Linked DNA regions of Columba livia: region 1 is linked to region 2. The links are chromatin contacts, called in public Hi-C maps. All regions are on one chromosome and are shown on one strand. The core of a region is the stretch at or near the end of the contact, and the rest is flanking DNA. Distances in the headings are between cores, read along the strand shown.

The links. A called contact is a pair of places that touch in the nucleus more often than the background predicts.
Region 1: a contact with region 2 is called in a Hi-C map of crop, with 4 times the contacts expected there. The contact joins the promoter of MEGF11 here to the enhancer-like site in region 2. A contact is called at or near these places in 2 of 2 Hi-C or Micro-C datasets (crop and liver).

What each region holds. Positions count from the first base shown.
Region 1 is chr11:11,249,583-11,255,281 of bColLiv1.pat.W.v2, forward strand. It overlaps MEGF11 (multiple EGF like domains 11), which reads right to left and starts at 2,332. Exons shown (of 27, transcript XM_065075966.1): 1 at 2,028-2,332; 2 at 1,570-1,697. DIS3L (DIS3 like exosome 3'-5' exoribonuclease) reads left to right here and starts at 2,462. Exons shown (of 17, transcript XM_065075970.1): 1 at 2,462-2,691; 2 at 5,229-5,382. The coding sequence starts at 2,562.
Region 2 is chr11:11,007,238-11,012,438 of bColLiv1.pat.W.v2, forward strand. It overlaps MEGF11 (multiple EGF like domains 11), which reads right to left. Exons shown (of 27, transcript XM_065075966.1): 19 at 5,086-5,201; 20 at 797-925. Among named protein-coding and RNA genes, the nearest start is that of RAB11A, 55 kb to the left of the region's middle. Within about 2 kb of position 1,459, at least 1 of the 3 cell types and tissues checked has an H3K27ac peak away from gene starts, as active enhancers do.

The sequences.
Region 1 (5,699 bases), core at 1,082-3,581, 240 kb after region 2:
CTGCATTCAAAACGAGTCTCTTGGGTCATGTTGTTTCCAGGCGTTTGTCAGCTGAGTCAGGCTCCAAGCTTGGGAAACTCGAGCCAAAAGCTGGTATTGTCCAATGACCCGAGACATTTCTTTGCCAAAATATTGAGCAATTTCTGTCAAAAGGTAATACATTGAAATTCCGCCCTGCATCTCCTGACATGTTTTTCCAAGCAGGGAGACCTCCTCAGAGGCTTGCTCTTCTCAATATAGGCAAGAACAAACATGTAATAGAACTTCAAAGAAACTTCTCTCACTCCTTTAAAATAAAAGCTTCCCTAGCGCTCACAAGCATTAACCGTATGAAGTGAGGAATAATCTATGAAAAGAATATTTGTGCTGCTTTCTTTCTGTTCTACCATGTTTTTTCTCAACCACTTAATGAAGGAAAACTGCATGAAGAAATGTATGTCTCACAATTCTGCAGCTGTGCTGCACTCCACCTCATTCTTTAGCATTTAATGAGATCTTCTGGTACTGATACTTAGAACTGTGCAGCTTTTATTTTAAAACAATTAAAGATGCTCTTGTTATCCCGTTAGTTTTGGCTCTCCCTGTACACACTCCTTGCCATTCATAAAACCAATTACCAGATGCACATGAAAGTTTGTCTCTGATTTCACTGAGGGAAACTCAGTTGTTAAAGTGTAAACAGTTCTATTTGGTTTTAGTGAATCAACCTTAGACTTTTACTTATATGAGGTTCCTCTCCAAGAGCAGAAGGAAGGGAGGGGGTAAATTTTCAGAATTCAAAACATTTTCTCACTAGAATATTAGAAATAAGCATTCAGCTACCCAATGGTACCAGCAATGCACGAACTTATCCCAAAGGTCTTGGATATTTCTCTGTGAAAGTGAATAAATAAGAGTAGCTATGTCAATCACTTTCATTTAATTAACCTTCATTTTCCTGCAGTCATTGGATGACACCAACTAGGCACATTGGTATGTGTTCTTCACTATGTTATCCACTACATTTCAAACTGAATTACATGTTGTATTTTTTCCCCAAATATTGTGGTTTTCTTCCCTTTTCCATCACCGCTGGTTATTTAATCTTTGCTCCTACAGCACAAGAACTCCACCATTTTGATCTCCATTTCCCCTTTCCTCTCACATCCTCCTTACATAACATGTCTCAAATCATCCTGACTTCCAAAACCAAGTCTACACTTCAATCGTCTCTCACCAAGTTATAACACCTCCTCCTCCTCATCTGTTTGAGAACTTGGCTTCTGCAAATCAGTTCCTTACAGATGGTACTTCCATTTACTGGCACCAATGGGTTACTAAGAAGTATTAGTCATTGGAGATACACATTTTATAACACATGTGAAAATAAGAAAGTAGAATAAACAGGAACATACAGTGACATACTGCCTTGGCTCTTTCCCAGTCTCTTTTCCTCCTAAGGACAAACACTAGATAGTTTGCACCATGCATTTATGTTCAAGTTAAATTATGGTGTAGGCGATTAATGTTGAAAAAGTACAAATGCTTTTCTAATAGTCAAAATAATCATCCCCCAAATGCCATACTTACAGCATTACAGCCTTATTTACAGGGCACTGACTCAGACCCAGAAACAATGTTTGGGACTCAGGACCTTCTGCTGCTTTTCTGTTTGATCTCGAGCAAGCCTTAATCTTTCAGTGCCTTTATCTTCCCCTCTGTAAATGTGAAGAGCAATATCGGTGCATAAATTAGCTGACATTAGAGCTTTCATGCACTCAACCAACCCCTCGACCCCTTTCCCACCTCAGCTCCCCAGGTGCTGGCAGGTGATTATGCAAAACCAGATGGTACGAGAAACAGGACCAGGATTTCTCCTGGAAGATGCCGTGAAAGGCCATGGAGACGTATGCATTTATGTGGGACCACAGCTACTTTTTCAGCACTTCTCCAGCGTCCCAAACCTCTCAGTTTTCCCTCACTTTCAGGGAACCTGTCCTCTCTGCTCCCCCAGCCGCACAAGCTCAGGCTCTCCCAGGGCTCAGCACCTGCCCGTGGCTGGTCTTCTCGTAGAATCATCATCCCGCTTAGAAGAGACCCTTAAGATCATCGAGTCCAACCGTAACCTAACTCTAGCACTAAACCATGTCCTCCTCAGCCCCCACGAGGCCTCTCTGTGTCCTCTTAGCCGCTGCCCCTGTTCCCGCAGCTCCTGCTCGTTCCTGCTTGTCCCTCAGCGTTTCCCCTCAGCAGCTGCCCCGGTTCCCTCAGCTCACTCCCGCCCGCCCCTCAGCTAGCCTGGCTGTGCCTCGCAGCCACCCTTCAGCTGCCGCCCCGGATCCCGCAGCTCCTCCCCTCAGCTGCCGCCCCGGTTCCCTCAGCTCGAGCCCGCCCATCCCTCAGCTGCCGCCCCGACTCCCCCGCCTCGCCCCAGCGGCGCCGCCGCCACCAGCACCAGCCCGTTCTTTTCCCGCCCCTCCACCGAGGCCCTGCCCCATACGTTCGCACCGCCCCGCGCACCACGCGCAAGCGCCCCGGGAGCCGCGGGCCTGGCCGTAGGGCCGCCGGTTCCCGCCGCCCCGATGCTCCGCACGGAGAAGGTGCTGCAGCTGCGGGGCCAGCACGGCCGCTCGGTGCGCGTGGTGCGGGAGCATTACCTGCGGCCCGACGTGCCGTGCCGGAGCGCCCTGTGCCCGGCCGCCTGCCCGCGCGGTGAGGGGGGTGACGGCGGGAGGCGGGAAGAGGCGGGGGGATCCGCGCTGCCAGAGCCGGCAGCGCCCGGGGCCGAGCTGGAGCGGTGGGCGGCTTGTCTTGGGAGCCGTTGTGCCGCAGCTCGCGTGGGGCAGAGCTGCGTCCAGGGGGTGATCCCTGGGCAGAGGGATCCCCGGGCAGAGCGATCCACACGGCCTTGGCGGCTGGGGTGCCGGGAGGCCTGACAGGAACCGGGTGTGAGGGCAGCGAGCGGGAATAAAGCGGTGAATAAAAGAGGACAAACAGCGGGAGGGAGCTGGGAGCTAGTTGGGGTGCGGGCACCGGAGGCTCGTCCCGGAGCGCTCCTCAGCCGGCCCGAGCCGGGGGCGGGCGGTGCCGAACAACAGCTTATAATAAAGTCGTGAAAAAGCCAAACGGTTCCAAATCAAGGGTACAGCCAAAGATCTTCAAAGCAAAATCGTTCAGAAATAAACGAGGTGTTGAGAGAAAAAGGAATGGAGAAATTGATTGTCACAGGAGTTAACTGTGGAGCGTTTACAGCCTGATAAAAGGATTACACAAGTTTCATACTTCCCTTTATTAAAAGATCTTTTAAAATGCGTTAATTTCTGGAGGGTGGTGGTTTATAGCATGGATTAAGTTCTATACGAACCTGTGAAGTGTTCTTACGATGGGGCCAAGCTATTATCTTGTAGTTCTGCATCAGCAGTCATTTCTGTTCAGTAATTAAATGTATTTGCCTGTGTTATATCTGGCCGTTTCGGGCATGCAAGACTCTATGATATCTAGATTTGTTGTTGTTTATACATCCTGTGGTGCTATTATGGGCATCAGAGACCATCATGTGACCTGTTGTTGATATTTCAGGTGGGGTTTCTTTTTGTGGTTAAATAGCGCTATTTATTTGGTGCAAGAAACCGACAGACAACTAACATAATATCCAACCTATTTAAACTGACAAAATCATTTGCTTGCCTAAAAGAAAAGGTTGAGCATTTTAAAACTTTTTTTTCTTTTTCTTCTGAATGGTACTTGGTACAAATGTCATGGTTGCTTTTAGTGCCTTGTTGCAGTTGAGGGCAGAAGTAGAATAGTCTATTACTGCTCTCTGGGAAGTCAGGACTAGTGATAGTTGCTGGTCCCTAATGTATTGCATCTGGTTATGAATTCTTTAAGGATAAATTACAGACTTGTGCCATAAAAAGGTCTTACCTCTCCTGCTGTGCCTAACTTCCCCTCTTCTGGACTTACCTTTAAGTTGTGCTGTAGAGAAGTGGCAGAATATGCCCATTTTAATAATTCCAGGTGACTGAGAGGTGAGCTGGACATTTGTTTTCTGCACAGTGTGCTGGGCAAACTTATTTCATGCCCTGTGAGCGACTGTGTGCATAAATCACATCGCAGATCCTCGTGATAGTGTGCTGTGCCTGCTTAGAAGCTGTTCTGATCTGGATGTGTAGGTTAGGCAAGGATAGCTTAAAATGGGCAGACTACATAAATCTTCAAGTGACATTTCACTTCTAATGCACTTCTGAATTATTAATAAATATTAGCTTTCTTGGATGCATTCTGCCATCATCCATTATGTGCCTCAGTGCGACATGCATCCATGGAACTGTACACAGAATTGTGCCTATTGGATTCACACTTCTAGCGATTACAGTTAATAGACAGATTGTCCTGTGTCATCTTCTAAGAAATACATGAAAATAACCTGACTTGTCAAGATCTATATGCTTTTATTATATATAATTTACATGCACTACGATAGGTTCAGCAGCTCAGTGTTTATAATATCATAAGGGATACATAGGCATTGAGAGAAAATACAGTGATCACCCCCACCTGAAATTTTATTGGGTAATCTTTGAAAGATCGAAAGCAATCAAACTCATTAATTTTGAGCTGCATTTTAAAATGCTATCTGTGATGGGTTGGTTCTGGTATTTTGACAGCGTATTCCTGAGAGATGGAATCTCTTTAGAGAGAATGAGCAATTATGGTTAATAGTTTAGATTCAAGAACATCTTCTCTCTGCAGTAGCTGTTCTCCACGTGTACCCTTACCTCTATTCTTTTATGTAAAAATATAGAAAAAGAGCCTGCTGTAAATGGATAATGTTGAATAGAGAGGTCTGTGGCAGCAGTGTGACAGAAGTACCCATCATTCTAGAAACTCTGAATATTCTATGAAAAGATTTTATGTGGCAGATGTACAGTTTCTTTTATTCATATGGAAGTAGAGAAAAAAGGACTGTTACCTACACTCTTTAAGTTACATCCTTCTCATAATGAAAGTGGATCTTTTTCACCCATTTGGATAGAATTTGCAGTAAATTTTGGCGGATGCAAAAGAGTGCTGTCACAAATCTTACAGAATGTAGCACAGAATTGTAGTCATAATTCTGTTCATCAGAAAAAGAGATATGTATACCTTTGAGGATACGTAACTCTAATTTCCTGGCATCTGAAAGTATTTTTAAGGAACCAGTATTGCAACTGAAAGGCTAAACCTTTGAACTCTGAATTATATTTTAGATGGCAAATTGTTATCAGATGATGTTACACATTATGTTGTCCCTGACTGCAAGGTTGTTCAAGATTACCTTGAGATTCTCGAGTTGCCGGAGCTGAAAGGGATTATTTTCATGCAAACAGCATGTCAAGCTGTGCAACATCAGAAAGGACGCAGGTACTTATCCTATAAAAAACTTATTTTTAATTTAGATTGAAGACACTAACTTTGTAAAATGTATATCTAATCATGGTAACCCAAAGTCAGCAAATGTACTGGGCTTAATTTGGTTTAAGGTCTTTCAGGTATCTTAATCTAATTTTAGAGAACGGAAAGAACTGTAATCTTTTGTGATCCATAGACTTCAATGCCTGTCATAGTTGTCATTTGATAGGAGTGATATTAAACCTGTAGCATTATTAACTAATTAGATGGTTTGTGACAGGAATTAAGGGGACTTTGCAGTAACGATATATCATGTGTCACAACCAGAT
Region 2 (5,201 bases), core at 209-2,708:
GTTATTTTAAAAATTTATTATTTATTTTTTATTTTTTTCCCATTTTTGAGAGACAGCAATATTCTGCCTGTGGAAGACACACAATAAGAGCAAAATTACAGCCATCTGTTTTTATCCGATTCCTACTTTATCACTTGAAGTTTAATATATTTTACTCTGGAATGCTGTCTAATATGCTAGTTGTATCCTGAATATGAAGTAACATTTCTGAATGATAGGATATTGCTTCCCTCTGTGATCTATCTTCAATTAAGGGATGCTCTCAGGAAATGACACTTTGGGATCAGCAAATGCCAATCTTCTACCTGGGCAATTTTCAAGAAGAAATCTCCATCCCTTCAAGCCCACATTGACTTTTACAATTAAATTACATTTAATAGAAATATTTCAGCTGCCTAATTTCTCAATTCTAGGGGCTCGGTACATGGAAACATTTACTGGTTAATAATTTCTAGTGTAATAGCCGAAAGAAAATTATTTCAAAAAATAAATAAAATAGAATGCAGCTAGAAATTAAAAGAGAGCATGGAGTTTTCTTTTCTCATAAGAGCTTGTGACCTCCCTTTCCTGTAATAGAAGCTAGTAACAGCTTCTGCACATTCCAAATGCAGAAACTAATTCAAGCCAGAGCTAACTTAGAGTAATTAAAAGAAACAAGCTATAAAGTGAGTAAGGCACTGGCTGCTGTAATACTTCAGGGATTTCCCCAGAATGTCTTTAACTCTCAGAAAACTCTGAACAGGAAAACATGTTATTTTAAAGCACAGGGTGAAAAAAAAAATAGCACTTTGCTTACTCTGAGAGCAGTCGGTCCCTATCCAGCCTGGGAAGCACTGACACGATCCATCCATCGGATTGCACGTCCCGTTCTCGGTGCACTGGCACACCTCAGCACAGTCCTTCCCGTATTTTCCACTGGGGCAGACTGGGAAAATATAAGGCTGTTTACTGAAGGCTCTTCATAATGAATCTGAGGAAGCTGTCAGACTTAACATTTAGCAATTAGAGATAAAAATAATTACAACATTTTTCTTTGCTGAAGCCAAATGGGCAAAATCCTTCCAGAAAGAAGGAAAAGGCAGAAACTAATTCAAGTTCATTTTGTTTGCTTACATCCCAGGTATAAAAGTAAAAGGAAAATGTCACCTCAAAATCTGTTTTTCTGCTGGGAAATGAATGTAATATGGTTAGGACATTACAATTATTAAAGGGCATTATGGAAGGATGAAAGGAAGACAGAAAACACAGAGAAAAGGGGTTATTGGGAGAGGAAGAGAACAGTAAAGCTGAGGAGAATCCAAAGAGTAGAAGGAAACACAAGTAAGTGGTGGGAGGGGATAGATCTGGGGACTTGGCCAAGGGGATCCCTTGGAGCTAACCCTGACATAGGGGCCTGCGCCCGCTCAGAGGATTTCAGCCTCAACAACAAGAACAAAAGTAGGAAACAACATTTTAAGCCAAATATCAGCCTAGTGAAGAAGTCTCCAGCAGATGAAGAACAACGGGGACTCTTACTTTCAGGTCTGATCCCTAGAACCTGACTCCTTTGCATTGTACAACTGATAATGACAGTAATAACGGACCAAAAGCTGCAAACCTTAGTGCCCCACGTGCTGGCCAGACGTACTGGCCACGGGTTTTGTATAAGGAGGCCAGTGCCCATGGAAGGGCTGGTGGCAGATAAGCTTGCAAGAAGAGGCTGAAGGAGCCGTAGTCCTTTCCCCTGCTGTCCCACGAGCACCACAACATGCACCATGTGACACTGCAGAACTGGCTATGCCAGAGCTCCTACTGCATCCCTGTCCTGATTCCTTCTGCATCAAAGGGTGGTGAGAGAGGCAGGGGCCTTTGCTACTAAATACACTTGGCTTTGCTGGAGATCAGCTTTCAGCAGTCTCCCAGATTCAAATCATGCAAGCAGAGAGTAAAGCAGGAGCAAGACTGCCACTTCCATAAGTATTTTTACCATATAAACCTGGCAGAAGAGTGCTCCCACAAATAAAGCGCATCTCCAATTGCTGAAATGTCACGCTTGTCTTTTGGCACCCATCCACCCACTCCTCTCCAATACCCCTTGTTGTAGTAAGTGTTCAATTAGGTTGCAAATGTCGTTTCCAAGGATTATATATATGTTTGATAGAGAGCTGTTAAACAGATGTGCTGCATCCTAACAATATCAGTGTCTATTCCTGTTTGTCCGCCTCACTTTTGTCCACTCACTCCTGAAGCTGGAAGAAAAGAAACTCTAAACTTTTTTCAGAGTCATCTTCTAACAGCCTAAGCACAGTGACATAAAACTAATAGGCACGCAGATCTTCAGCCACCCACCAAATTATTGGAAATCTTTAACGTTAAAGTTGATGGAAAGCTCTGCTCAGTAATGAATGAAATGTTTAATTTCTGTGCTCTTATTGGCTGTGTTCCCTGACAAAAACAGATGTATTTTCAAAACAAGATAAAACATACGGTCCATCTTTGCAAAGAATGTAACAGATGGAACTGGACTTGTATGCTGCTAAATAATGGTGATGTCAAAAAAGTGATTAAGGCACCTCCCTGAATTATGCAACTATTTTACCACTTCAGCCACTCTCACTTTCTCATCTGTAGTCTCTACAGGTGACCTCAATCTATCCTGACTGTGAATCAGTCTCAGACTGAAATCCTGAGCTGTGATTCATTTGCTTTTGTACAATATGCCATCCTCTAACGATGGCAGAAACCTAAGAACGTGCATAGTATGGTTTTCTGCATGCATTTCTAGATACTACAGACTTATCTGCAGAAGTAAGTAAAGCTGGGTTTGGCTCTAAAAATTACGTACTAAACAAAATAGTTCTCTAACTGAAACGAGATAAAACTAAACACAATATACAGGCACAATGAAAAGAACAATACACAGACACAAAGAGAAAAAATGAGAAGAAAAGCCCTCATATCACAGAAAGAGCAAAAACTGAAATGATCTGTCAGCCGAGCTTCTCATACACGCTGCACCATTGGTCAGTTCCAATGCTCTATACAGAGCAGTTCAATGCAATATTTTTATTGCATCTTTAAGATGGAGATAAATAACATCACTTAAATGAAGGCAGGATTTTTATATGTACAAAAAAGTAGTTCTCAAAAGAATTACTTAAAATAGGAGCTGATATGCACTGCAACATGGAATACTAATGAACCAGGAAAGGATTTGTGATCCAAGTGCCAATGCTGACAAAGGCAACAGGTCATATTTCATAAAAGAAGTGCTTTGGTTCCGCACAGTGTGAGCTACCAGAGGGGTTCCTACCATGTGAGCACCTCCTGTCTCCATGAAATATAAGAGCATGATGCCCTCCAGAATGGCAGCACAGAGAGATTACAAACCCAGTCCTGCCCAGACTGTTGTTTTTGTTAGTTGAATTCACCTGTTGTGGATTGACACAGGGACTCTCTTGCAAAGATGTGAGATCCAAATATAAGTACTTTTTCAAATGTCTCAAACGTTTTTAAACAAAGCTGTAAAGTAAGGACTAACACGGCTAATTCTCTGGGAGCAATCTCATTGTACGATGCAGATAGCGATGCTAATTAGCTATAAAAGCTCAGAAGTGGGGCCCCGAAAGCCCCTGTGGGATGTCAGGTGTGCTCTGGCAGCAATAACAACTTATTATCAATCAATCTTGCTACATGATTGTGAAAGATATTAATAAAACAGCTGCTTGGTTGTTTGATGCTCAGAATCCTTAGCACAACCACGTCAACCTCTGCAATTTCGGAGGTTGCACAGCTCCTCGTGTTCACGTGCTGCTGATAGAAGAATATTCCTGCTGCCAGAAAAGAGACAGCACAAGGAGATGAAAATCCAAAAGTGAAATCTTCGTTTCACGTTTTTCTAATGGAAAACATTAATTAGCATTTTTCTTTCTACAAAATAAAGTTACATGCTAACTCATTATGACAAACTGCAGCACAAATTGATTTTAATTAGGACATGAATATTTTAAAATTAATTTGCTTGATAGATCAGCATTTCAAAGTTAAACCAGAAGTGCTGAACATCTGAGCAAAAATAAAATAGTTTTCTTTAGAGGATAATTAGCCCTGCTTACGCTTTGAAATTTGGCTAACTTTTCACATAAAATGGACAAATTCACTGAAATATGTTCATTTTAATAAATTAATTGGTATAATGTTTAGTTGACTATACGGCACGGGAAAAAGAAAACATGCTTATATTTAATCTATGTTTAAAGATTTTGCATAAGTGCTGTCTGCAACTTCTAACTTACTGAAAAGCAGGTCATTAAAAAGTGTCACTTCAATTTTCACAGGGATGGTGACTTCACAAGGGCAGTAACCACTACAAATAAGCTCTTAAATCTGTATGTAGAAAATACTCCTGGTAGTACACAATAAATGAGAGTCTGCAGAAGACTTGAATGATTTTGTGGGCAGTTTCAGGATAAGACTGAAAATGGAACTTGTAGTTAAAAGTGGACCAACTTTCAAAGGTACAGAAAGGGCACGGACATTAGGAGGAGTTGAAACTACTCTTCATCTGTGAAAATAAATTCACTTTCACCATCTCATTGCAAATTTTTCTGTCTCCTGCACGTGTGCTGGGGTGTGCATGATTTTAGGTATTCCAAGTCAGGGCCCAGACAGTGTAAATAAGTTTCTGTGCATTTACTGGGTGTTTGGGCTTGTGTATCTGAGCTGGCCTTTACCTTAACCAGTACCTACACCTCCCACTGAAGAGTGCATGAAGGTACCATCGACATTTAGGGTACGACAGGCTTAGCAGAAAGGAAAATTAAACCATTGCATAGCTGATATATTTACAGCAGGTGTCTCATTCCATATTCATTTCAGTATAGAGCAGCAGACTTGTTTTATTTATTAAAGCAGGAGCACATCATATTTACAAAAGATTGACTAAGTAACTATTTGCATTTTACCTCTCAAGTAAAGAATTTCTTGTGACCTAGACTGCTGCAACAAGGAAAAAAAGGCAGGAACCTTGTGATCCATCTCGCTGCAAAGTCGCAGACACAGAAACTTAGGAAAGGAGGGGGCACTTGGGGGTCTTGGGCTCGGTACCTTGGTTGCAGAGAGCGCCGAAGAATCCAGGCAAGCAGTCACAGTGTCCCGACACGTGGTGACAAGGGCCGCTGCTGTGCACACACTGAGGGCACGGCTGGCTGCAGTGGTGTCCA